Linked DNA regions of Gossypium arboreum: region 2 is linked to region 1. A link is a contact called in public Hi-C data. All regions are on one chromosome and are shown on one strand. Each heading gives the region's core, a stretch centred on a gene start, on an enhancer-like site or on the middle of the called end of the contact. The rest is flanking DNA. Distances are from core to core; before and after follow the strand shown.

Region 1 (4,656 bases), core at 824-3,323:
TTTGATAATGAATTTTAATTTTTTTATATTTTTCATGAATTTTATAATATTTTATAATATATATTTTTTAAATTTTATGATTTTTAGCGGCGTTTCCTATAGTGGCATTTTTTGCAGCGCTTGCAAAAACGCCGCAAATAGTTTTAGTGATGCTTGCTTAAAAAAACGCCGCTAAAAGTCAGTTTTACTGTAGTGTCACCTCTTTCTAAATCTAATTTCTACCATTTTCTACATTTTCACCACAAATATTGATTCCCTTACAAAACAGTCCATACCTCAAATTCTAATTTTCTTAATATTATCTAAATTAAGACTAATATCTAATTATGATCCATGAATAACAAGTTATAAAACTAACTCTTCGTTATTGAAAACCTCTCGATTTAACTTTTTGGAACGACTTGAATTACCAATTCCGAGACAAAATCAATTTTTTTTTACATTGAAAAAATTTCAAGCAATTACAGGAATATTAAAACTCATTTTAATACACTCCCTAATCTGACTAAAGATGTCACAATATGGCAAGGCAACGTTGTGACATAAGTGCATAATGACCAATTTAGTTTAAAATTTGATCAGATGTTGCAACGCCATATGGTTCACATTGTGATGTTGCATAATTTTTGCTCAAATGGCACTACACTTTGCATCACATGTTACGATGTGGTGGCTCTCAACATCACGACGTTGATCAATATCTTCATCATATTTATCTATTATTTAAAAATATATAAATATTTATGAGATGACTTTATGTATTTATATTATCACATAAAATTAACACGTATTGCACAAGTAAAAATTAGTGATTTATATTTAATAATTGACAAAATCTCAATTTGTATTAAAAAAAGTTATATATCAGTAGTAGATTAAATTTTAAATAGTTATACTTTTATGTTTATAATATTTTTTTAATACAATGTTTAAAACTATTTAAAGTCTTTCTCAATCGTTAAAATAAGAGAAATAATGTGTTTCAGCACGGTTGAACCCACTTTCTCTTACACTAGCTATAATGCTTATACTAATTGAGCTAACACTCAATTGACGATTTATAATATTTTTAAATAGGAGTGTTTGATGTTTAAATATAAAGATATTAATTGACGCTTTTAGGAAACCACTTTAAGCTACCCCATTATTAAGTAAAATAGAATAAAATTATTTTTCTCATCTTCTCAATAATTAATTTTAATTATACTTAAATAACTTTTAAAAAATTATAAGTCCTTAAATACTTATTTTTTATTTATTGATGAGGTCATTTAATATGGATTATTGACTTGTGTACTAAACTTATAAATTGGCGATACATCAAATATTATCCTTTAAAAGTATTTAGAATTAATTTCTTTTTGTTGAGTATCATTTAAAATTTTAATTCACTTAATACCATAAATTTAAAATTAAATTTTATTAAATAATATAAAAATTAAATTTATTATAATTATTTATAATTGTATTAATATAAATGTATATAATTTACTTAACTAGAGGATATTAAAACTTACTGTTTAATATATATTTTATTATAAAATAAAATAAATAAAATATCGCTAGGAATATTTTCAATCAATGCTTTTAGTTGTTACCTATATTATTAATTAAATCTTTGAGTAAGTTGTGTGATTAGTTAATCGAGTACTACTAATTTAGTTAGAAAATTATTAATATATCTTTTTATTAGTTGACTATTATTAGTTTGATTTTTTTATATTTTCATATTTTTATATAATTTTTAAATAAAAACTAAAATTAACATGGAATTGAACATATGCTTAATACATTTATAAACGAATTATTTATCATTAAGTCAATAAATATTATTTATTATATATTATTTTTACACATACCTTTATAATATTTTATAAGGTGTAAAATCATAAAAACATTTAAATACAAGCTAAGAATTAAAAATATAAATAATTTAAAACTAAAAATTATGCTGATCAGACGGTCTCAACACTCCAAATCAAGGATCTACTAATTAATAACCATGCGTCTCACCTACACCCACGGATAAATCCCAAAAGCCCTAAATCGAATCAGGAAATGACCAAAACACCCAGATTAGAAAACTCAAATCCCTTGGGCATAATCGTCAATCAAAAAGATTTGTTTATATAACAACAACCCATCTAGGGTTTGCTTACGCACGCCCTCTTCAAAACTCACAAGAGAAGCAGCCGCTCCTCCTTCTATCTCCTAAACAAGGTTCAGCCATGTATTCTCTTCTTCTCTCGCAGTTTCTGTTGTCGTTTTTAGTTATATTTAGCTTTAGATTTGTTTCCGTTGAGTTAGTTTTAGGAATATGTTAGCCAATTATACGTGGAACCGTTCTTTTCAAGCTGTTTTCTAGGATATTTTTGTTGTTCTTTGCGAAATGGGTTTTCAAATTTATGGTCAGTAATCTTTGTCTAAAGGTTAAAGATCTAAGATTCGACTTGTTTTTGTTGTTGTTGTTGCAGAATGGATTCGCAAATTAAGTTTGCTGTGGTGGTGAAAATAATGGGAAGGACCGGTTCAAGAGGTCAAGTGACGCAAGTGAGAGTGAAGTTCTTGGATGATCAGAACCGGTTCATTATGAGGAACGTGAAGGGACCGGTTCGTGAGGGAGATATCCTCACATTGCTGGAGTCTGAGAGAGAAGCTAGGAGGCTTCGTTGAAGGGTTATTTTTATACTTTTTGGGGTTTATGCTTGTTTTGAATTGTCTACCGTATTTCTTTTGAATTACGTTTAGTAGGTATTCGTATATCGAGACTTGCGATTTGGGAGAATGGTTGTTTCTTAAACCTGGATTTTATGATGATTATGTTGAAATGAACTGAATTGGTTTTGAGTTTTGGTTATATTTTTGCCTCCCGTTTTGAGAAAAATGTTGGGATTAGATTTGTTTGTTTGAATGATCACTTGTTATGATTATGTAAGTTGTATTTGTATTAATTTAGCCTCTTATATATTTTATATTTATGGAAGATGAGAGAAATGAAATTGAGGCCCTTAACCCTTCCCTACTATGACACATTAAGCTAATGCCCTTTTTGTTCTCATATGCTTTTTTACATTAACCCTTCAATTTTGACTTCTTTTACAATTTAGTCCATAAATCAAACTTCTCAAATACTGGATTTTGAAACCAATTTGACTTCTCGAAATGAAAATTTTTGTGGCGTTGCATTATCTCCGTTGATGGAAATTTTGGCGCTTCAAAACCTATTTATATACCTGTACATAAAACCCAAGTCCGTTGCATTTTACATTTTGGTTGTTCTAATATGTTTAAATTTAATATTTAATATTTAATTTATATATTTTAATTTTAATATAATTTGGTCTTTATTTTTAAAATGTTATTTATTAGTCTAAATAGTTAATGTAGTTAACTTTTTATTAAAACATTGTGTTATATATAATTTGAATAGCTTAAGGGTTTTAAGAATTAACGCTTGGCTTTTCATTTCTTGTAGGGCTGCATCGTTTTTCTTATGCTAAGATAATGGTGAAATTTCAATTTTGGCCCCTAGGCTATACCGAAACTTGAGATGTAATGTATATATTTTAATAATTCGATCTCTCTACTTTTATTATAACATAAGTTAGTTTAAATAATTAATATTATTAATTATTTCAATTTAAATGTTAATGTCAATTTTATTAATAATGCTATTTCAACAAAAAAAATCATCATGACAATCTCGAATGAGTGTGTTAAGAAAAATCTTTATCAATATTTCATCAATATTTTTATTCTTACATATGAATATATATTAATTTCAAAATGTGATACCATAAAATTTAATAAAATAATTTTAGTGGTTGTATTAACTAGACTTGAATTTTAAATATGAAAAGTCGAAGGCTATATTTTGAAAATAGAAAGAAGGATTAAATTCTAAATGTATGAAGTGTATAGGGATTTAAAGCATATTTTAACTTTTAACTTTTTACTTTATAATTTAACATAAACAATAATCACCAAACACCAAATGTAGGGCTAGTTTAGCATTATTTTAAAAAAATTTGAGTATTTAGCATTGTTGTCAAAAAGTATTTTTGAGAAATAAAATATTCATTTTAGAATGGTATTATAAAGTAATAAATATGCATTCAAATAATATTCAAATTAATTAATATTATGATATTTTAGCAAGAACATAAAAAATAATTTATTATAACTTATGGTTAATATTTTAATATATGAAATATTAATTTTAAATATTTTTAAGTAATTAACCTTAATTATTTATAAAATTTAATTAGAATATATCAACTATATTTTAAATATTTAAATATAATCATTAAATATTTGTAATTAGATATTAACACAGTTGTATTATTTTAATTTTTAAATTTTTAATTAATGATTTTAATACATTTGTATTATTTTATTTTAAAATGTAATTTGAATATAAAACCCATATTATATACTAACATAATATAGAAAACATAAACCTAAATTAAAATATTCATGCATTTGGATTAAAGTTTCAAAAAAGGTAATATTTATATACCAAATACATCATCAAAATTTTGCATTAGCATTTACAATTTAAATGAATTCATTAAACTAGAAGCTATAGCATCTCTTGTTAATTACATTTCAAAACCACTCGAGTTGTTTGATTCACCACCATTGTTATCATCACTT
Region 2 (4,580 bases), core at 641-3,140, 140 kb before region 1:
ATTAAATTGATTTCTGTTTTATATTAAATTATTTAAAATTTATTTATTCTTATATTTAATTTTTGAAATATTTTTATATATAATATTAATTTTACAAATAATTTAAATTAATTATTTAAGAAAGCATTTAAAATTTATATTTGATGTTAAATTATCTAAATATCTTATAACCTAACAAATTGTTTATAATATCTAAAAATGACATTTTAACCTTCAAAGTTAATAAAAAATATTTTTTTCACGCCATTTTTGTACTACACTTTTTAAAAACACCTTTTCTAAAAATGCTTTTCAACTACAACAACGATAAAGAACTAACTCTTCCAAACACAAGCTAGACAAGTGAAAAAGTACTTTTTAATTTCACTTTTGACTCCAAAAATCAAATAGTTTTTATTATTTTTGTAGTAAAAAAATACTTTTGACATGAAAGTGTTTTTTTACCGCAACAAAGAACATACCTTCAACCTATATATTTCATTGATTGGAGATGTAAAAATAAAATAAAGGGTAAATTATTTTGTTATTCACCTTAAATGGTGTTTGTTTTTATTTTCATCACTCTATTTTTTTGTTAATTTTGTCACTCTAAAAAAAATTGTTTAAAGTGATCTCTCTATCGTTAAATGGTAATGGAAAGACAATGATTCATTTTCACGTATTATTTTAGGGCAACCCGAATAGAAACAACTCCTATTTAAAGTGACTAAAAGATAGTTTACATTAATTTTAGAGTGACTAACATGGAAATGCATAGTCAGCATTCTGTTACCATTATCAAAACAGTTGTCAAATTGATCAATTTCTTTTTTGGATGACCAAATTAATAATAGAAAAATAAAGTGAATGAAATAAAAACAACCTTATTTAGCCCTAAAATAAATCATGCTACCTCATTATATGGTGTTAATTATTTTAAACAAATTATATTTGTATCATGATTGAAAGAATCGAGGTAAATTTTAAGAATCTTTTGTTAAAATATAATATAGGTCTTTGAATTTTTCATGATTTAGAATTTAGTCTTTGTATTTTTACTTTTAAGAAGTTGGTCTCTATTTTTAGATTTCTACATTTAATTTCAATTTTAACCCTTGTTAAATTTTTTCCTTAAATTTATTAATGTGATATTTGAAATAAAATAAATAAATACTTAATAATAATGCAAATAACAATTAATGCAACTAAAAATAATTGTAATAAAGTTGAATATAACAAAATAATCTTAATAATATTAACAACTTGACCTAAATTTAAATTTAAAAAATAAAAAATTAAACTTTTAAAAATAAAAATATAAAAAAATTAAATTTAAATTTACCAAAAATATAAACACTTGTGAAATATTTTAAATTTTTTCTTGTAAAGAATTATCATTATTTAACAAGAAATAGATAGAGAATAGTAAAACTAATGAATTCTAAAGCGATGAAAATGACGTGTGACTATAAAATACTAACAACTTTGCTTAATCATCATTGCATGCAATAATTGAAAAGTAGTCTGCCACAAAGTTAATGCCATACTGACTTGGTCCAACCAATATGAAAAATGCAATAGACAAAGTTAATCTGGATTATACTTATATCTAAAAAGTATTATTGTTACTTGAAAAGGATGTAGGTTAGTTGAAGGCACTTTAGCATGTAATTATCCTCAACCTTAAGATTTGGAGGATTATTGATAGTTTAGCATCACAGTTTTTTATTTTTTCGGCTCTCTCATTTGGATTGCAAAAATGTTGAAAATAATGAAGCGGGTTTTGGGCGAGCGATCAATTTTTAGAAATCAACTATTATGTTTAGCTCTAGCACTCTCCTCTTCATGTGTAAGTCCATCATAGCAACTTTGGGGGTTATTGCCCCTCTTAATTATGGTTGCTATCTTAGGTTTCCATCTTTAATTGGTCATAATAAGAAGTAGATTTTTTCGTTTTGGCGGTAGAAGCTCAGTAAGCACATTTTTTTGCTAGAAGTATAAGATGCTTTTAAAGCTAGGGAAAGAGGTACTACTTAAAATTGTAGCTCAGTCCATTCCTATATTTTGTATGAATTTTTTTTGTTGCCTTTTAATATGGGATGCGCTAAAGAATATGATGAACTCCTTTTGGTGGGGTTCAAGCTCTTCTGACCGCAGTGGCATTCATTGGGCGGCTTGGGACAATTTATGTGCTCCTAAAAAGTTTGGTGGCATAGATTTTTGGAATTTATGTTGCTTCAATTTGGCCATTCTTGGCAAACAAGCTTTTCGATTTCTTTCGAACGTTGCTATCTCGTCTCTATGTAGCTAAATATTTTCCTAACGGTACCTTCTTGAAGCAGATGAGGGATCAAATCCATCCTACATATGGCAGAGCCTATTGGCTGCTAGGCCACTATTAGTATAAGGCTGCCGTTGGTAGTTTGGGGATGGTGACAGTATTGAGGTTTTTAAACACCTTAGGATTAATGATGATAAGAATTTTTTTTGTAGAACCATTGCCTCTCCCGGGTATGGAAAATTCAAAAGTGAAAAATATATTAATTGTTGATGATAAGTCTTGGGATAAGGATTTTATTGAAGTCATTCTTACACAATTTGATGTTGGACGTGTTTTGTGGCTACTAGTTCCGTATTACCCAATGCTGGATTATCCTGTTTGGCATTTCAGTATGGATGGGCATTATTTTGTTCAATCCAGGTACAAATTAGCATTGACCACCACCATGAATATTGAACAACATTTTTAGAAGAGCCTAGGTCGATTTTGTGGGATAGCTGGCTTGCCTCAAAGGTAACGAACTTTGTTTAGCGATGCCTATGTGGCTTTGTTCCTATGAAAGCTCTACTAGTAGACAAAGGAGTGATTGGGGATGTTGCATGCTTAGTTTGCGATGAAGTCAAAAATTTAGATCATGTGCTGTTAGGTTATCTTCGAGCTTGGGAAATATGGGATGTTATAGGTTGCTAGTTGCAGCACTCGATGGTTTTGGAATTTATTGATTTAATATTGCACTTAACAGATGAAAAGCTGGGAATTCAGTGCTTGGTTATTTCCTGGAGCCATTGGTTCCATTGGAATCTTGTTGTTTGGAAGAATGTAATGGTTTCACTTATTTGTATTGTATCTACAACACCTTTTGCCCAAACCAATTGTTGAGTTCGAGTTATGGAATGGTACAGTTGTTGTTGGAGCAACTACCTAAAAACACTGTAAATAAATCAATTAAACATTCAAATATTCCATATATGCACTCATTACATGCTAAATAAACTTTTCCAAGACTCAATTGAGCTTATGAAAGCTCAATTGCTAAATCCGAACATGAAATAAGACCAAATTGCAAAATTTTCAAAGTCTTAGTATAGGTATCGATACCCTTGATAGGTACTAATACCATTTTAAACTTCGATGTTTCAAAAAAATTAGTTGAAATTGAAAGGTATCGATACCATACTTAAGGTACCGAAACTTCCTTCTATGTATCGATACTTTACTTTAGTATCGATACTATTTTAAGGTTCGATGTTTGAAAAATTAAAGAAAAACCACTTATGTACCTATACCCTTTTCAATGTATTGATACCTCTGTGCCAAAAGTGCCAAAACTTGCATTTTGATACCTATTTCATGCCAACTTATCACCTTATCACAAATGGTGCACAAATACACACTAAAACCAACATAAAAACTAACCAAATTCATACTAACACATGGATATAACCATTTATAACCCATCTAATTCAACATTTCAACCAACTTGGCATCCAATAATCATACCATCCTATACAAACTTAGCTTTCAAATTTATACCATTTAACCATTCAAACTCATCACATTAACCTTACCATTCCACGTTCAAAATTTCCATTCATAAACCACATTTATAGCTTAAATTATAACCAAACATACACATATACACATATGAATCATAACATCACCTAATTCAAATATTAATCAAGTTTAAACCAACTATCATTCATAGTAAACACATATATTAACACCTAAGTACATGCCACATAACCAACTCAAAACGATAAAAAAAACTACCTAGTCAGAGTTGGATAGTGTGAGCTTTGAGGCGATCTAGTCGACACATTTTGTAAACTGATAATCTACAAAGAAAAGGGAAGCAACAGGTAAGCATTTTGAATGCTTAGTAAGTCCATAATAAAATTACCTTAATTTACATTGATATTACAATGATTTACGCAACTGAAACAACAATGGTACATAACATGGCATTTCCTTGGCATCCTTATACATTTATGTACAATTCCATACAACAACCAATAGGTTAGTATATTAACATAACAAAATCATAGTAATCCATTCATATATATGTATAACCATGTCATTGTAATTCATGCCATTCAAACTTGCTCATTTTGCAGACATGTCTATTGAATTCATATTCACTGTTTACAACTATTTCATTTCCATTTAATTACCTTTTTCGTTCAAAGTACTACAGAAAATTGAACTCGGATACATAGGACTAGTTTGCTCACACGAGCTGTCATAATCAGGCTACTAACACTAACTTCAGAACAAGGTTGCTTATTCGAGCTTAGTTTGATGCTACTAATAGTAGCTTCAG

The links. A called contact is a pair of places that touch in the nucleus more often than the background predicts.
Region 2: a contact with region 1 is called in a Hi-C map of leaf, with 4 times the contacts expected there. The contact joins the enhancer-like site here to the promoter of LOC108463174 in region 1. A contact is called at or near these places in 2 of 5 Hi-C or Micro-C datasets (both in leaf).

The regions. Positions count from the first base shown.
Region 1 is chr1:75,661,541-75,666,196 of ASM2569848v2, reverse strand. LOC108463174 (40S ribosomal protein S28) reads left to right here and starts at 2,073. Exons shown (of 2, transcript XM_053029043.1): 1 at 2,073-2,220; 2 at 2,475-2,857. The coding sequence starts at 2,476. The coding sequence ends at 2,673. It overlaps LOC108466450 (a long non-coding RNA gene), which reads left to right. Exons shown (of 7, transcript XR_001868634.2): 7 at 1-26.
Region 2 is chr1:75,797,556-75,802,135 of ASM2569848v2, reverse strand. No RefSeq gene overlaps it. Among protein-coding and RNA genes, the nearest start is that of LOC128280467, 19 kb to the right of the region's middle. Within about 2 kb of position 1,890, at least 2 of the 2 cell types and tissues checked have an H3K27ac peak or open chromatin away from gene starts, as enhancers often do. A contact at or near this core is called in leaf, where this site is marked.